2 separate regions of the Sus scrofa genome follow, and region 2 is linked to region 1. Evidence: chromatin contacts called from public HiChIP or PLAC-seq data. All regions are on one chromosome and are shown on one strand. Each heading gives the region's core, a stretch centred on a gene start, on an enhancer-like site or on the middle of the called end of the contact. The rest is flanking DNA. Distances are from core to core; before and after follow the strand shown.

Region 1 (3,085 bases), core at 186-2,685:
AGAGAGGCTCTAAAAGGATTGATCGACTGCTATGACTTTGTAAATTTGTGAACAAAATTTTATCTTTATTTTTGGTTAAGAATTCAAATGATAACTACTTTCTTGACAAAAATATCCTGAGGTAAGAGCTTTATATTTTTAATACTGAATTGATTCCAGAAACTCACAAATATAAAGGTAACTTGATTGCGCTGAACCTCAATTTAATCACCTGTAAGAAGGAATAACAGGATGGTTGTAAGGATAAGTGAGTTAACTCATATGCATGGCCTAGGACAGTGCCTAGCCCTTAGCAAGCCCTCAAAATGTTAAATTGTTATTTTTGTAGATGCAAATTTTATTATGTTTTCAGGTTAAATTAACTACAGAATGCTAAAGTCAATACAAACAGATCAACTAAGGTTAAACAGATTAGTACTAGAAAAGTTTTCATGATAATGGATATTGTTGCTTTAGCCAAAGCTACTATCATTTACCCAAGAAATTCAGATAATAAAATACATAATCTCTTAATCACCATACTTTGAAAACATCCAACCTAGCTAAGTTTCTGATATGTAATAACTTAGTGAAATTTGATTTACCTATTATAAAAACAGAAACTATTCTTTGGTTCTTAGAATAATAATTTTTAATTCACAGATGCTTGTAGGTCATATTTACAGCAGAAAATCTGGGAAAGAGTTACTTCCTAGTGTATCTGGCCCCCAATGTAGAGAACTCTTGTTGGCCTGGGAGACATGCAGCAGGAGGACAGTGGTCCTGGGCAGAGTAGTATCAAAATCTTTTTTTCCTAATTCAGTATAATTCTGTATTTAGTTCCCTGTTAACTAAAAAAAATGCACAGATGCATTTCAGTTTAGATAGTCTTAAAATGCACATGTCAAAAAGGGAAACTAAAGGAAAAGAGGCCCCTTTTACATGACTCGCCTCAGTTCTTGTATAATAATATTAACATATATTATGTGTATATGTGCATATATAGTTTTATAGATGGGAAAACTGGAGCATAGAGAGTTTAGAGTCAGGGAAGGGTTAGAAATCATACTGAGAACCCACAACAAGTCTTGAAAAGAAGATCATGCCCTTTAGGATGTGGAATGCCCAGTGCTTAGAACAATTTTACATTATACTGGCAATAAAGAACTCTTTCTTTCTCTATTTTTCTTTCTTTCTTTCTTTCTTTCTTTCTTCTTCCTTCCTTCCTTTCTTTCTCCCTCTGTCTTTCTCCCCTCTCTCCAACCCTCTCCCTCTTTTTCTTCCTTTTAAATTAGGTAATAAGTAAAAATTAAAAATCTGATATTCAGACTATCTGCCAGCATACCACAAACTGATGTAGAAAATTAGTAAATGGGAATCTCAGTTAAATGGAGTGGAGTGACCAGAAGGGGGAGCGCTCATGCCCTTGGGGAATAGTGGAGCCCAACAGGCAAAAGAGATTCTTCTCTCCTGGCAAGGCCTTAGCTGATGAAAAGCCATGGACTCTTTGTTTATTACAGCCCTTCCAGCTTCCTTTTTCTCTCTGTAAAAGAGTTCTCCTTTCCTCGACTTGCAGGGACTTGCATGTCGCTCGCCATGATTGCAGACCTTGAATTACAATTCTTTGCTGAACTCTAGTGAACCCATTTTTGCTGTAGAAATAACTGGCAGTCTGTCTGTTTCAGGTCAGCTTTCCTCTCCAGGCTCAGCTTTACTGATTTTCACTTATAGAAGAGCCTTAAGGTAATCTATACTTCTGAACTTTGAACACTGAGAATAAATACCTTGGCCTAGGCACATTGTAATTTGGCACTTGGAGTCCATGTTCATGGATCCAAGTCATGGCTTTTCTCTCTTCCTGACTGGGCATGGGATTATTGATACCTGTCTTAAAGTATCAATGTGAGATTTAATAATTAAGTGGGTAGGAAAATACTCTTAAGTTTCAAAGTATTGGATAAGTTACTTTTTGTAATATTTTATAATCTGGAATTCTTAGTAGGAAATACTAGTTAATCTCCAAAAGAGGAGCCTGAAAAGATTCTATTATGTAGACCTTTGTTATGTCAGATGTTATACAATTTTAGTCATTTCTATCAATAATATACATTCAGTAAAAATACCACATGACCGATGTTCATCTTTCATGTAATTATCTAGCAAATATGTATTCAGCCTGTCAGAAGCCTCATAGAGAGTCTCGGCCTTAGTTATAAACTAAAACTAATGGTGGTAACTATAAACAGTGACAGATTGGATGGCAATCCCTGTGCAGTGTCAATTTGCAATTTTGTGTTTGGCAGAACTCATATATTTTATTACCAACAATATATTGCAGTCCAAAGGAAAAATGGAAGCATTATGAGCCATTTTCAAGGGCTGTCTCACAAAACACACACTGTAATCACCGAACTGTAGAGAACAATTCCTTCCTGATACGACATGGTGGCGGCTGTTGTTTCTATTGTTGCTATTATTATTTTAAAGACAGGGAGTATTTATACTACATCTTTCAAAAGGGACTAACATGAAAGCTGTGGGTTTGTATGTAGCCATTCAGAATTAATAATAGACAACCCAAGAAAGAAATTCTATTTCAGAGAGTGAGTTAAGTGTCAAATGTTTAACCAGGGTGTAACTTTGATTCAAAAATACTGTTTGAGGAGTTCCCGTTGTGGTGCAGTGGAAATGAATCCAGTTAGGAACCATGAGGTTGCAGGTTCAATCCCTGGCTTTGCTCAGTGTTAGGGATCCGCTGTTGCTGTGAGTTGTGGTGTAGGTCACAGACACAGCTCAGATGTTGCATTGCTATGGCTGTGGTGTAGGCCAGCAGCCATAGCTCCACTTCAGCCCCTAGCCTGGGATCCTCCATATGCTGCAGGTGTGGCCCTAAAAAAAACAAAAAACAAACAAACAAAAAACCCAACAAAAATATTGTTTGAGGAAAAACTAATATAAAACAACCAAAGATAAGAAAAATCACTGTGGACTTATTTTCAATTTTTTAAGCTTAAACTTTGTAATAAATAGTTAAAAATTTTTAATTCAACTATGGAAATGTGCAAATTTACTCTTCCATATTTTAATCATACAAGCTATAGATTTA
Region 2 (3,085 bases), core at 368-2,867, 180 kb before region 1:
AATCCTGGGTATGAAAATAAAATAATCTCAGCACTGTTAATTCTATGAAAACCTCCACAGCTTAACATCTCTCAACCTCAGGCTTCTGTTTTCCTGTTCTCAGACATCACAGCAGGGGGAGTTGCCTCCTACAGGAAGGTTTTCTTCAGCCAAAAGGTGTTTCATAGGATAGAAAGTTTCTTTATGCTTTTCTAGGTGTCATAATTCCTAAGAAGTGACGCTAAATGAAGATTTTTAACTTCTAAGTTCTTATCCTGCTCACAAATTCATCTATAACAAGAGACAATGAACCTGACTTAAAGAGAGATATTAAAGAGAAAAGTAAACACTTATAATTCAAAGATGCAGGTTCCACAAACTCGGTGTTTTTACTCATTAACAAATAGCTTAGTTATGTGTCATTTGTTTATTTGCACATTAATTTTATAAATGATTTATTAATTTAAAACACCAGAACACCGAATTACATTAAGGGTGAAATAGGCTGATGATTTAAATTTGGAGCAATAAACTATTACTTTGAACACATTCATTTTATTGTCAATAACGACAGTAGATCTTTAAAACCTTTTAAAATATAGTGGAAATAATGCTTTCTTTTTAATTGTTAGAGAAAGTGCTTCTCTTGGCTTATTAAGCACCTGATATTTACAGCATAATTAAGCCTTTCCTTTACATTTAGAATGGATAAACAACAAGGTCCTACTGTATATTACAGGGAAATATATCCAATCTTCTGGGATACGTATGTATAACTGAGTCACTTTGCTGTATAGCAGAAATTGGCACAACATTGTAAATCATCTACAATTTAGTAAAAAAAAAATTTAAAAATTAAAAAAACAATTAAGCCTTTCAATTTTCAAATGAAGAGAATAATCTCATTTTGCTACTTTCTATTAATCGTATTTCTCCTCAGAGTAGGAAACATGCCATATTATGTCTATATCTGAATAAATCTTTTACAACTAAATACCTCAAACTCGCTTAACTCCTTTGCAAAGAAAAGAAAAAATGCTTTGATCTCTATAGTTCAAAACTTATTTCCTCTCCCTCTTTGCTGATCTCCAAGCAAGTTAGCACATTACAGCCATCTGCTCCTGACTTCTCCCACCACCAGTCCTATCCAAACACAACGAAGTCACTGCACTTCCTGGTGCTAGTCACCCTTCTGTGGAGTCATCATCACATGATATTTTCCTGTCGTCCCTGAAGTGACTCAGTTTTCAGGATGCAACTCCTAAATGGTTGATTTCACTAGCACTTCATCTTCCTATAATCTCATGACACTCCCTCTCTTTTACCTTATTAACATCTTTGCCGCTCTCTCACCTTGCAACCTATTACATTTAGGTTCCCCAATTTGGAAGTCTTTATCCACACGCTCATTCTATCTTCTGTCTCTTGTATCATCCACTCTGCCGTCCCCTGCTGCCTACAGTATGACTTTGCAGACGTTATCTTAGCATTCTGCAAATGAAACCTTACTTCCCTTCAATTTCCTAGTAAATCAAATCCTATGTCTTACTTAAGAGCCTCTATCTTTCTGTTCACCCATCTGTCCTCTTACTCTGCTTCTCAAATAGAAAGTCTGCTAATTCATAGCTTTCAAATATGGAGGCAGGAAGTCAGGAACCCAAGAGATTACAATCTGAGAGTGACACAGGCAAGGCTGAGAACTGATCGAGGGCTTTTGTACTATCTTATCTGTGAAACTTCCTCTCCCCTCAGGTTCTCCACATAGTCTCAGATTTTACTATAAACTGAAGCAAAACATGAAATATCAGTAGTTGATATGATGAAATTACATTGACTGCCATAAATGTGTATTAAATAATCTGCTCTGCTAATGGAGAAATACTAGAATTGGTAGCACTAACTCTCTGCCATTTAATTTTAAACTTCTTATTGTCACTTACTTTTTGGAAATACAATATTGACAATGAAAGTACTGACTTTTTAGTTTTCCATCTTTGTCACTTTGAATTCTATTACAGGTAAGCACTTTAATACTATATTAAATATACAGGTGCTATTATAATAGAGGTAATGTCCCTCAGTCAGTACCATGCCAGGAAAAACTGTTGTTGACTTTACACCGTCTCAATCCCCCAACACAGTATTCTGAACATGAACTTATGATGAAGGATGGTGGGGTATGCACCTGCCAATTCATGTGATTATTGTTCTCTAGTCCATCTATCCATGCTTTTCTGTGATTATCATTAAATCATGATCTTGCATATAACCTTTCCAATCTGAAGCAATACATAGACTTGTATGTGCACACACTTACACTTCTTTGGGTAATTCTTACTCTTACATTCAAGGCCTTCCACAATCAGTTTCTTGTTGATTTCTTTGACCCAACCTCTGTTATATCTCTACACAAATCAGCAATCACAGCAGCAGGCACAAGGAGTGTGGCTTTAAACATTTGCCAAATCCTGGATTTTGGAATTCTAGGACTTCCTCATAAATATCAAAGCCAGAGCAGAAGAGAATATGGATAAAATGCTCCTAAGTTTTTTTTTACCCAACAGTGATACTAGCCAAAGTCAGCAGCAAAAGCAACAGGTCAGAAGTGCCAAGAAATCCTCTCTTCTTTGCCCCAGTCTTATTTATATAATTTGTATTTAACGCAGTTGCCAGTAGGCAGAGATCCTCTTGGCTGAGCAAAATAGAGAATGTCCAAAGAGTTTTGACGTTTTAACTAGAGCTGGTCAAAAGTCCACTACCTCTAAGCTACACTTACGGTGAAAAGAATGCAAATCATTCTTTTCTGCATGTTTATTATTTTGTCTCTCCCTTCTCACAAAGTCTAGCTGACTGCTAGGCAGTTTTTCTAAATTTATTAGCCTAACTTCTCTTTATTTCTACCAGCTAAATTGGACATCTTTCACCTCATCTTATGCAATAGATTCATATTATGATAGAAGTGTTCCATTCAACACATGTATTAGCTTGGTTTCTTTGTAAAAACAGAACCAATAGATTTAATGTAATAGAAACAACATGATATATTTAGATAGAACATATAATGTATACAGAACATATAATTTATATAATATATACAATTATAATT

What was found. HiChIP or PLAC-seq counts read pairs in DNA pulled down with a chosen protein or histone mark.
Region 2: an H3K27ac HiChIP or PLAC-seq map of alveolar macrophages shows a contact between it and region 1. The contact joins two enhancer-like sites. A contact is called at or near these places in 9 of 47 Hi-C or Micro-C datasets (embryonic fibroblasts, epiblast stem cells, fetal heart ventricle and 5 more) and 1 of 2 datasets of contacts at active chromatin or transcription factors (alveolar macrophages).

The regions. Positions count from the first base shown.
Region 1 is chr13:93,217,396-93,220,480 of Sscrofa11.1, reverse strand. No RefSeq gene overlaps it. Among named protein-coding and RNA genes, the nearest start is that of RAP2B, 89 kb to the left of the region's middle. Within about 2 kb of position 1,435, at least 2 of the 83 cell types and tissues checked have an H3K27ac peak or open chromatin away from gene starts, as enhancers often do. A contact at or near this core is called in alveolar macrophages, where this site is marked.
Region 2 is chr13:93,400,558-93,403,642 of Sscrofa11.1, reverse strand. No RefSeq gene overlaps it. Among named protein-coding and RNA genes, the nearest start is that of RAP2B, 94 kb to the right of the region's middle. Within about 2 kb of position 1,617, at least 18 of the 83 cell types and tissues checked have an H3K27ac peak or open chromatin away from gene starts, as enhancers often do. A contact at or near this core is called in alveolar macrophages, where this site is marked.